2 separate regions of the Anas platyrhynchos genome follow, and region 1 is linked to region 2. The links are chromatin contacts, called in public Hi-C maps. All regions are on one chromosome and are shown on one strand. Each heading gives the region's core, a stretch centred on a gene start, on an enhancer-like site or on the middle of the called end of the contact. The rest is flanking DNA. Distances are from core to core; before and after follow the strand shown.

Region 1 (5,815 bases), core at 2,642-5,141, 180 kb before region 2:
CTCTAAATTGTTCTTAACTCTCTACTCTTGGAAATACTTCAAAAAAGCAGGGTACTTGTGTGCTGCAACGACCTACAGTGCGACTATTTAAAAATGCATTTTTTGCTATCACTTATGCCCGTGTACTGAAATCTTACACACTTACATCAAGGAAGAGACTATGAGCATGGTCCACGAAAACAAACAAAAAAAAAGACCAAATATTCACGAGTTTCCTTTTGCTTTAAGAATTAGTGTCATTCAGCTAAGCACGCTGGCGCATGGGAACGTCTCAGGCATTCCTGGCTGCGGAGATGGCATACAGTGATCTTCAGATACCCTTTCCCTTCCCCACATGACTCTGGCGATAAGTGGAGTCAGATGAGGCTGCTGGGCTGATCTGAGCGCCTGCTCCTGCCAAAAGGGAGCGGGTCGTCCCCTGCTGCCCCAGCAGCTCTACGGATGGGTCTCTGTGCCCCCATTGCTGACATTAGCTTCATCTGATTGCTCTGCGAGCTAATTCAGCTCACTCAGGCAACCCAGAAAAAAAAGAGAAGCAGAGGTTTTTGCTGGCGGAGGGAGCTGAACCAGCTCCTTAAGGGCACATGTGGGCACTAGGTCCAGTGTAAGGCAGTGTCCTGCTCACAGGAAGGGGACGGGGTGGGTTTGCCTCGCTCACAGGCAGCAAACTATTCTGTCACTTCAGCCACTTACACAACTGAATCCAAAGACTGGGCACCGGGATAAAAAGAGGACCATTCTTTAAATGAAAATATATTTTCTCAACACGTCCTGCCCAATATTTGTAACTCTGCTGCAGCATTCTAGAGCCCGTGGCCTTTATTGGAGGGAAGACCCAATATTTCCTCCAGTAGCTCGGAATGCTTCCTCTCTCCTCCTTTCTGAGGAGGAAGAAAAAGCATCATCATAAAACAGCACTGCATTCGGTGATTAACCACACTGCTTTTATCATCATTAGCATTATACTTAAGAGAATCCAATCAAGAACGAGGCCGCCATTGTGCAGCACATCCAACAAGCGCATAACAAACAAGCAGTCCCTGCCGTCAGTGACTTCATCTACTTGGGGTTTTAGAAAGCTTTCAAATTCGAATATTTCTGATGAATCTAGGCATTCCAAAATGAAGCATCTGAAGTAATAAGTAAAGGAGGTCGTCGTGGAAAACGTCGTGATTGTATTTAAATAAATTGGCCTAGTTAGATTAAATGAATAGCTTTTAAAGAAGTAATTCTTTCTCCATTCTGTGCAGAGGCTCCGTCGCAGACCACCAGTATTCAAAGTAAAGAGCTTGTGAGAAACAGCTGGATTGAGTGAAAAATCGAGAAACAGTCTGATATGCAGTCAAGCCCATTTAATTACGCTTGCTAATTATATTTCCCATGATAATTATATACAGTATTTAAATGCAGCATGCTATTTCCTGTTCGGAGTGATTAAAAACACCCCCGTGATTGGTGAAAGGCTCTGGGTAAGCCATACGACATTGCAGATGTTGCTGATAAGGCCCCGCTCCCTTGCAAACAGGAAAAGAGCCTCAGTCAGAGCCGCGCGGGATCTGAGAAGCAGCCGTGGGCAGATTAACCGCACGACACCTGCAGGGTACGGCGCTGCCGAGCCTGCTCCTCACCTGAGAAAAAGACTCCCAGATAAATCCCTGAAACTATCTGCTGTATCTGTGCTTGTGGGTCAAAATATTTAAATCTGGGTTCTTCAAGTTCAGCATCCTGCTCTTTATTAGCACATCTAAAGAAGACTTGCAGAACACCCAAGACTCCAAAGGAACAGAAGCCAGGATTGCTGATTCCTTGCCCCTTTCATTACTGTGCTGAAGGTTATTATTTGCAGTTTTGGTAGTGCTTGGGTCTTCACAAGGTTTTTATACTCCATACCTACATCAGAGAAGCAAGCTGATGAGGAAAAGGAAAAGCAGGCAGCGCGGGAATACAGTCTGGGGGGAAGCTCTGAGATCCTGGGAATAGCACACGTCCCACACCAGCAACCTGTAGAGAGATGTGAGGCCTCTCTGCAAGCTGCTCTCGCTCTGTATGTTTCTTTTTAGGAGTATCTACAGGTTTGCAGGACTAACCTACCTAGCCTCTGGGCAAGCTACGTGATAGAATAGGAAGGGAATCCCTGCATTTCATCATGTGGATGTGGTTTAGAGGAGAGAATTGGACTTCCCAAGTCCAAGCCCTCCCCCAGGACAGTTGGCGCAGCAAAAATCCTTTGAATAAATGTCTCCCTTTTGGGTTGCTGCATTCACACACACTATTTTTTTTTTTTTACTAGACATGAAATATTTGTCATTGTTAAAAAGGCATGGCATTTAGTTTATAAGCATGTTCTCCTGGACAATCCCAAAAGGGAAGTATTGCTTCTTGAAATGTTGTAAAGGAAAATGCTTCCAGGAGTTGGCCTTTGAACTAAGTTTCTGCTTCATTTAACCACTGGATTTGACAGCAGTGGAGCTCCTAATTTCTTTATGGAATGAAACACTTGCATTTCTGATCAACACAGGCCAAGTGTATTTGCAACACTGCAGGATAGCCCATGGAAGAGCTGCTGCTATTACGTGAGATCTAAATAAACAGAGTGCAGTATGGATTTCTGGGGACAACTGCAGATTGTAGTCTAATTAGGCAGAACACAATGGGAATACTGAACAGCTGCTGGTACTGTGGCTGCAGCTATAACCGCAACAACCAGAGCAGCAATACCAACCCCTCAAGCCTCAGGAATGTTTCTTACCAGCGTCTGCAATCCAAAATGGATGAGGACGACCTGAGGCCAGCTCCGAGCCACCCCAGTGGATCGGGCATTTTCCACACGAGCAGTCAGACAGGGGCAGCATTTCCGTGAGCCACAACTCCGCTTGTTGCGGCTGGAGATGGAGTCTGGGCACGTGGTAAGGGCTTCACTTTGTCAATAACAGAAAAGGCAGTCTTATAAGATAGGACAGCACAATTAGATGGAAATGGGGAAGGAGTACAGTAAGGTATTAATCTGCTTGTAAAGGTGCAGCACCAGATTGAGCAAACATGGCCTGTAAGGGGAACCTTTTTTTTAACAATTGCTCTATTTTGGCCATCCTAGCAATTTTAAGTATTCTAGGTAAATGAGCACAATAAGAGGCAGATAATTTGTTATGCCAGCATAACCTCTGCATAAAGGCACTGTTTACTAACTCTGAATAATTCCAGATTTACACCTCTCTGACTGAAATCAGTATCTGGCCCAGAAACATTATACAAAGCACACATGTACATCTGGGAGTACATAGGCACCAGAAAGACCAGAACCTTTGATTAAATAAATAAATAAATAAATAAAATCATTCAAACTGATTAAGATGCATCCTAATTTACTGGCTTGAGGTTTTCCAGTTACATTCCCTAACTCTCTCTCTTCCTCCTATGTATTACTCTTCCCTGTCCCCCTCCCTCCTTCCGAGTGAGAAAACATGCCTTTTAGGCCTTTCAAAACATTTTAAACTCTGAACTAAAGCTCCATTCCCATCTCAATCCCATGAACCAAGCTGCTTGCACTATTTCAGCAGTTAATTAACAATGAATGCCTTCCTTTGGAAACTGGGTGAAGCAGGGTGGGGATAAAAGATGAAGAAGGCTGAGGACAGACATAACAAGAATGGGGAGGGAGCAAAGTGGGTGGCTTATCAAATTCCACAAATACCAGACGTGGAGAGGTGTTGATTTGTTGCTGGGAAAACCCTGTTTGTTTATGGAGTTTAATCACCTGTTGTATGTTTGTTGTTCGAAACACATGGGAGACAATGGGATTGTTTGCCTGCGATGTACTGAAATACAGTACAGTAAGGGTTGTACGTACAGGAAGTTTCAATCGCTGCGATGTGTAAATTGGAACAGCTCAGATCATTACCAGCTAGCCTCCCGGTCAGGCTGTGTGAAGGAGGAACGAAGAATGTGCCCAAGGTTGACAGTCAAAAGAAATTCCTCGTTTGTGACCCATAAAATAGATGTAATTCTCTGAGGTGAGGCAAAGAATTTTGGAAAACAATGCATCCCACATCGCCCTAGTATCTGTCAGCAAGGCACTGACTGTCACATCGTTTGGGCTTCTTTTTCTTCTATTGCTTCTCCTTTTTCTTTTATTTTTAAGGGGCAGCTGGACTGGGTGGCAAGGGCAGAGCTGTCTGCATCACTGTAAAAGAAACACCAGTTCAAATCCTGTTTCTGAGCAACTCCTCTGCCCAGGCTTCTTGTAGCAGATGGCATTTTTGCATCCTTCGCACCGTCCCGGAGAGCACAATTCACACACCCCATTTAAGAGCTGTGCTGCTGGTCCGCAAAAGGACTCTCCTACCTCTCTTCTTTTATCGCGCTGGTCCTGCCCTCCTGCTTGTCCTTGTGATTCAGCTCACTTCTATCTGATTTTTTAAACACGGTGACATTTTCTCTCCTAGAACTGGAATTCACACCTCTGTGTGCTGTCTGGTTTCTGTATCCTCTTTTCTCTTCTTAAAGTTCACTATCCTTTTTGGTATCCTTATCTTAAGGACACATATCAGAATATTGAAGTTCTGTGAAAATGCATCTCCCAGATAAAGAAATGCAGTACATCTCTCTGGCTTACCTCATGAATAAACTAGCTACAAATGTAAACTCAACAGGGTTATGCAGCATCGTGTGTTTTCTCTTGCAAGTCTGCTCCTTCTACTCATCCATCACACAGCTCTGCAAATTCAGCAGCATCTTCAGCCACCTCTGAAATCTTGTACTTCATTTCTCCACTCTCCATCCCTGAGCTTTGTCAAGATGTTGCCCTCTACCACCAACTGTCCAGGGATGCCAGCATTCCTCAACCTGAAGTCAAGCTTGCAAACAAGCACTTCTCTACTTCATGTTTTCCCCATAAATGTCTGTGAAGCCATTCAGTTATCTCTTTTTCCAAACTGTCTCAGAAACAATGCTCACAAATAACCTCATAAAGACACTGTAACTTTATCTCAGACTAATTCCTTGAAACGGCCTTTTTGTTTATGTATAAACACTTTTTTAGCTTCAGCTCGTAGCCTCTTTGGGGCAGGGACCTTCTATACGTACAGTTCTTAAAACAGATCATTTTTGTTCCATATGTACATGGAAATGTGTCAACATAAAAATAGAAAACAAGAATCTTCTTCTAAGAATCACAGCCCGTATTCACAGTTTAAGGGAAACTATTAACCTTCAGTGTTGCAGGAAAAAAAAACAAACAAACAAACAAACAATATGCGAAGCTGGCCCATGTACCAGAAGGCTCTGAATGAGAGGAAATTCAACATGTGCCATAAAACCAAAGTGAGGGGTTTCTGACATACACATGGCAGAAATAGGGCACTTCAACAGACAAAAAGTTCTATGTGCAATGGAAATTGTGATCTTGCAGTCTCTGAACAAGGCAGCAGCACAGTTACCGCTCGTTGGAGATGGCTGTCTACCTTTACTGTGGTTGCATGTGGATGATAAAGTTGGTGTTTAGATTTCATTTAATATCTTCTCAATTTAAAGCCAGTGTGATGTCCAGTCACGGACTTCTCAACTCTGGTTTATAAACAAGCTCCTGGTAAATTTTCAAAGGCATATGAATTGATGTAGGAATCAAAATTCTATTTTCCAAGGGGATTTCTGCATGTATGAGGCATGTATGAACTTAGCACACCTAGGCAATAAATCCAGCTGATTTCAGGAAAGTTCCTATGTAGCTTTGATATTTTGAAAACGCAGCCCTTTGTGTTATGAGCTGAATTTTTTTCTCATTTCCCTCTCTATTACAATGAAATGAATCTTGACCATC
Region 2 (6,687 bases), core at 3,133-5,632:
GTTCACTTCACTGGCTGCTCATGCAAGCTTGCAAGACCGGACCTTTGAGATTTTATACACAAGACCTAGATGAATATGTAATTTTACAAAGCAATCTGAAGCAAATGGTGATTTTTTGATCATAGACAAGTGAAACATATGGTCCCGTGTACTCCAAGGAAAAAAGAATAGGAGAAAGAGTATTTGTCCCTCTATATTTAGGAGAGTTTCATTGATTCTAATAAATTAGCATAGTAGGAAATCAAATAGAAAAATGACATTTTATTTACAGAAATTAGTATTTCAATCATCACTTTATTTTCATTCTTGTTTCTAAACTGTGGACCACAAAGAACACCCTATCCTTAGATTATTATCAATTATCATTGGATTGTAAGCTGAAGTGTTGTGCATCTTGCTTTTGGGAAACACCTCTACTGTCCCAGAACAGTTCTCTCTGGTAGCATATACTCGACTAAGTCAAAATGCCTCAAATTATCTCATTCTTCAGCATTTTCCTTTCAGTACTGCAGGGTAATTTCTAGAAAATGAGTTTGTTCTGGATTTGGCTGCAACTAATTGCTCTGCTTTGCCAATATTTCTATTGTGAGACAAAAATAATACCTGCCTGAACTGTGCACACCTCCACTGGCTTCAGAGGAGTTGCACTGAGGATGAGTTGGGCTACACACAGACCTTCCCCCTTTAATTCACAGACCCAAATTCTATCACTTACATTTTGACTTTTTGACTAATTTAGTACCTATCTTTTTTTCCAATCTTTTTTTTTTTTCCCCGAGATAAAACAACCTTACTACTCATCTCTTGCTAAATTAACAGTACTTACAATATAATTCACAAATGGCATAGAGAGATGGCTGATGATGATCCATTATAATTAACACTATTTTCCCTAATAACACAGTTTTAACTGGTTTTAACTGTATTTAATGGAGCCATGTAAAATCAATAGGCTCTTGTCAGAGTTTTGTTACTCTTTAAGTGTTAGATGATGTTGGCCTGGTTTACTCTGTTCCTAACCATCTCTAAAAACCACTAATTTAACCCTTGCAAACCATTAAATTGGGCTTAATCTCAAGCCCACAAACTTGGGGTTTGTGGTTCAAAGTAATGCTTTAGAGTTATCCTAGGCACTCTAGCGCACGATCACATTTGAACCCAAAATGTGAACAGCAGACTTACTTGTAGTCCGTGGCATCTTTGTAAAGAGTTTACAAACTGCAGTGCTAACAAGGTTAAAGAAAGGAAGCTATGGGAACTTTGACAGCAAATGAGTGGAAGACAGACAACAAGGAAGAAAGCACTATTTCTATATTAAGTGTTTCTAGATAGGCAGAAGGTATGAATACACTGCAAAAATCTGGACTTATATTAACACTGTGATCAACCATAATGATGGCAAACATCTTAACAGGACTTTTGCAATGTTGAACACAATGGGTTTAAAAAAAAAGCCACACAACACACAACAACATCCAATCAGCATTCTGTAAAGTAAGGTATAGATAAAGCCAGCCTTATACATCACCATGACTTAATTAGAGCCTTTGAAGCCATGCACCTTTGATCTGAGCAAAGTGATAAATGTATTATATTTTAAAAGGATTATTGCATGTTCTGTTAAGCACAATGGCAGGGTTGAACTGGCACAGTCTTGGTGTAATGAGGAAATGATCTGAATGGAACAGCCAGAAAAAGCAGAGGGGTCAGCTGTGGTCCTTTCAGACAACAGGTACCTGGCTGCAAGAGGGACTGGACACGTGCTATTGGCAGAGTAAATCTCTCACCTCTGAATTTCCCAGTACTAGTGTGAGGAAGTATGGCTTGTGAATGTTTGACCAGAAAGGACTCAAAGACAATCAGTCTCATAAGGGTGCCTTTCCAACAGAAGTGAGCTGAAGCCAGAGTATTTATTAAAAATCCCTGTCATCCTCAGGAAAGCAAGAATGAGGTTCCTGTTCAGGAAATGAGTCTATCATTATAAGGCCCAAATGTGGGCCCAAGTTTCAGCCACATCTATAGAGTTGTCCTGAATTTGACCACCTGTGATTATTCTGAGTACAGCAGATTTACCACCTCTCAGAACAACAGTCAGCTGCTTCCAGCTCTCCAACTCTCAAATAGTTTTGAATCCCTTGATCTAGCATAAGCCTTATCTAGAAATGTTTCCGTGTTTAAGAAAGAACGGGTTGGATCCAAATGTATTCTAAATTGTTCTCACAATATCTCTAATTTTTTTTTTTCTACCTCCTACTCAGAGTAATCAACAGTTTGTGTTTCTAGTCTTAAGGGAAGGAATGTTATGACTGTGAGAGTCTGAAGACAATAAAAACACAAGGCATGCAAGTATACTTAAAAATATTACAACGTTAGATGTAACAAGATTAAGAAAAGAAAAGAAAAAACAACCTACTTTCTGCTCTGATGCTCTAGGTCAGATTTTATGACACTTACTAGAATCTCATATACCAGTAAATGACACTCCTCCTTTATCTCTTACACCTGCCACTATAAACTATTCCAAGCTATTAAGGCTCCATGAGCGGTTTCCTACTATCAGTAAGTCTCTCTGCTATTCAGCATGCAGAATTTATCTGCCTAAAAATTGGCAAGCAGGCTGTAAAAGATTGATAATAAAAGTACATGAATATAAAATAATTGTCCACAATAACAGGCTAGTGGCATATGTGAGCTGTTAGGTTAATAATACTATACAAACAGACACACAAACCACAAAGCTGCTAAAGAGGAAGAAGCAAACAAAAAACAGTGATTATCAATAGCCCAGTGAAAGGTATCAACTGCGGGGAACTATGGGAATGTCAACCCAGAGTGCTAATCCCAATATTTAAAATACTTGGGCTGAACACCAGTTAGCTAGCAAAAAGGGGTTTGGGGCTAGGGGGCAATAAAAAACACAACCAGCTTTCTATCTTAATCATATTTCTCAATGATGTCGCTGCTGTCACAGTTTAGAGGCTGTCCAAAATACTCCCAATGTTGGAGAAGAATCTCCATCCAGGAACTGTTCGGAATCTCCTTTTGGCACCACGCTTCCTCTTTGATAGGGAATGCATTCACTTCTGTGGATGCATTGTTTTCTGGGATTATACATCCCTTCATGCAGAATAAAACACTTTCTGAAAGTGCCATTGGTCTAAACCATGCAATTCTTGAAGCTGCCATAGTAGAAAACAATAGCAATTTAGCCAGCTAAGTGTAAAGCTGTCATGTTCTTATTTCTAGGAATAAGTTTATTTAGCAAACTAATGTGATCCATAAAATGTTACCACCAGAACAAAGGTCAACTGAAAATGTAGAGAATGGAATTATTAATATACTTATTTTCATATCTACAAGTCATTGCCAATACTTTTATCTTTTTAAAGTAAAATGGACTTTGTAACCAGCATATAGTTGACAGCTTTTAACTTAACCAAACACCTCTGATGTACACTTTTTCCTTACTGTATAGTGAGAACAAAAGCTTGAAGTACCTTTTCCATTGATGTTAATTAGTACCTAATTCTGTCCTTTATTTCCTTCCTCAGCCTAATGGAATTCAACTAGTTTCTTTGTAAAGAAAATAAGTAAAGTAAAAAAGTGTAAATATCCCCTAATAATTGCATTTAACATCAGTGTTTGTAGTTCTGGAAAAAAAAATAAAATAAAATAAAAAATTAAACTGGGGCCCCAACCCTGAGGTCTGGATACAACACTGGAAATGCTACGGACTGGAACAGCCTTAAGGGGTAACGAGGCAAGTCCTTCCTCCTCTTCCTAGATAAGCACTGTGAAGCACAAGGGTTCAGTACTCCTTTAGGTCTCAGTGAACTATGCACATGGAATCATTCAATAGGTACAGGAGAAAAAAGAAACAGCTCATCCTGATCTCTCAGGGCGTGATATAGTCAGTCCTAAGCAATTCCTCTAAGCAGTTGAACACAACTAAACATTAGCATCCAAAAAGTGCAATCCAGAAGGGGCCATATATATAGCTTGCCTTCATTCATATGCCCATCATGGAGTGCTAAGGTTTTTGTTTGTTTTTTTCCCACGTATATATAGTCAATATATATATTGACTATCAACCTAAGATGCATAACCACCATGCTATATGGATGCCGTGTGTGCCTTCCAGTGACAGAATGTTAGGTAACAATTATTTGACCATGCACCAGCAAAGATTATGGCCATTTAAAAAAAAATAAACTGCAATAGTGCAGAAACAGCTCATAAAATTAGTTCTTTTTTCCTCTTTCGTACCTCATATTTGTACATTTTTACTACATGAGTTCTTAAAATCTTGCATAGTTCAGCAATGACTAGGTTTCCACTAATGGGATTTGGACAAGTATTCCAGCCCTTTCATCAGCAATAAGGAAACTGAATGTTCTCTGTTAATCAGCTCAGCGCAGTCATTTTTTAACCCGCAGACAATGTATGGCAGCAAAGTTTAAATTTTCAACCTTGAGAAGGCGGCAGGCTTTGCTGGTTGACCCTGCTGAAGGCAGGCAGAAATCAGAAAGACTCTGTAGACAAGAAATGGCAGACAAACTTAATCTTCTAATAAGAAAAAAAAATAAATCAGTAAATCTGACCGACTGTTAAATCTGCAAATAAGGAAAAACACTAGACTGCATCCTAGATTATGGACATGGACTGCACAGCATTACTCAGAAGAGAGGTAACAGGAAAGGTTGTAAAACCACGTTAAACTACATCAACAGAGCAACTGTGAGTCAAATCCATCCCTTCTTCTGGGTGTGCTTCACCATCAGTAACAAGGACAGGCATTAAGAGAAGAGTAATTTAGTCAGCCCTGCCTGCAGTGCCAGCATGTCCCTGTATTTTGTGCAGTTCACACGGCAGACAATACCAAACATAAAAGTGAGAAAGAGAGGGATCAGCTCACACCAGGTTGCGATGGAAGCGCACTTTGAACACATGTTCCTGATCTCTGCTTCAGTGCACAACTGCTAGTACTTAGTTAGAGATAGAGATAAATAGAGATACATCCAGAGATATTATCGTCCAGAAACACCATTTGATACAATCAATAAAATAAATTTTGCCAGGCCAGCAAGACAGACTGGCCCAAGTATCTGTAATAAGATATTTAAATACTAATACATTTGAACACATGATCTTAATTTCAGCCTCCAGGAGGTACTTTGCTATAAAGCTGCAACAGGCCATTGCTTTGCATGGCTGCATTTTATAATTTACAACTGAAATTACTTCAGATGAGACCTCTACAGTGTCACAAGAATAAAAAGGCTTAATAATGTGCAAAGGGTCTGATTTGCTTTTATTTTAAACATAGAAGTTCCCTGCTACTGTGTAAACAGCAGATGGGGCATACCATTTAGAAACACAAAGAAACCAACACAGGCTGGGGGAGGAAGCATTCCTAATCAGACGTCAGTTTGTGCTTCTGCTGCAGAAGAAAGTAGCAGTGATAGTTGGGTCTGGCTCTGCTCAAAAGACACAGCAGTTTAATCAGAACTAAAATAGCTAAATGGACTGGCTTTTAATTATTTATATTTTTCATTCTTTTACTGTAAACTTTGTGCAACTGTCTGGATTTAAACACGTGAATGATTAGTATTAACCTATTAAAAAGAAAACTTCGTATTTGAGGAACTGGGAAGTTGCTGGGAAACAAAGCTTAAATGCAATATCACCACCGATCTTTGCTTTTGATTTCTTTCTGCTTGGTCACTCACCACCAAACCTCACTTCGAGCGACTCTCCTTTGAGCAGCACAGTTACCATTACATCCTTTACAAAACATAGAAAACCACCCTCCTCTCCACAAACTTCTAAGGCACGTCCCAAGTGATGGGACAACCTGGAGGTGGCTGCAGTAGCCTCCAAAAAAGGCCCAGAGCAGGCTGTGAGTGCGCCAGCTGTGACCCCAAGCAGCCTGTCACCTGAGAGCACAAGTCATATTTCAGTGTGTAGCAAAACCAGTTATTCAGGCTCTCCAGCAGAACAGTCTCTGTATGAACACATTTTGTGAATGTATGTCATTTCTTATCTGTAAATGAGGTTTAGGGGCAGGAATATATGGCCAGGAATTCTCCATTCAAATGCAAGCTCGGCCAAAGCTTTGTCGAGTTATTTAATCTACTTTTTGCTTCCTTTTAATGCAATCATTAATACCCAGATTTTTATGATCTTGCAAGCTTAGACTGATAATGTTACATTAGGTTCAAACACACACAGCTATGAAAAACAAATGTTATTGCTGGAAGTATATTTTGAAGTGATGAGAACACCAACACAGAGCTAGATAAGCAAACACATACCTTTGCAAAAGCCACACTGATTCTGCCATATCCCAGAGGAGTTCCATACGGCATGCCATAATGGCATAAATCATGGACACCTAGCATAACTAAAATTCAATAGCAATTCCCTGAGCATAGGAGAGATTGTGCATTGGATTATAGACAGTTTGATCAAACGCTTTTTAGGATCCATTTCACAAGTGAGAAACCAGACAGGAAAAACTGTTTGCTGAAGGTCAGACAATATCAGAGGCTGACCTAGATATCCAGAGATCTCCCCAAAACCACTGCTAGCATTCAGAAACTTTTCTTAGTCTACATGTATAACATTGGACATGAATTCTGGCAGTTACTTCTGTCCCTTCTCCAGCACAGGCAACTCAACCTTCCT

The links. Hi-C and Micro-C count contacts between places; a contact is called where the count stands out from the background.
Region 1: a contact with region 2 is called in a Hi-C map of small yellow follicle, with 6 times the contacts expected there. The contact joins two enhancer-like sites. A contact is called at or near these places in 2 of 8 Hi-C or Micro-C datasets (F5 follicle and small yellow follicle).

What each region holds. Positions count from the first base shown.
Region 1 is chr5:47,668,202-47,674,016 of IASCAAS_PekinDuck_T2T, reverse strand. No RefSeq gene overlaps it. Among named protein-coding and RNA genes, the nearest start is that of TRNAQ-UUG, 59 kb to the right of the region's middle. Within about 2 kb of position 3,891, at least 2 of the 8 cell types and tissues checked have an H3K27ac peak or open chromatin away from gene starts, as enhancers often do. A contact at or near this core is called in small yellow follicle, where this site is marked.
Region 2 is chr5:47,487,941-47,494,627 of IASCAAS_PekinDuck_T2T, reverse strand. No RefSeq gene overlaps it. Among named protein-coding and RNA genes, the nearest start is that of SMIM38, 83 kb to the right of the region's middle. Within about 2 kb of position 4,382, at least 3 of the 8 cell types and tissues checked have an H3K27ac peak or open chromatin away from gene starts, as enhancers often do. A contact at or near this core is called in small yellow follicle, where this site is marked.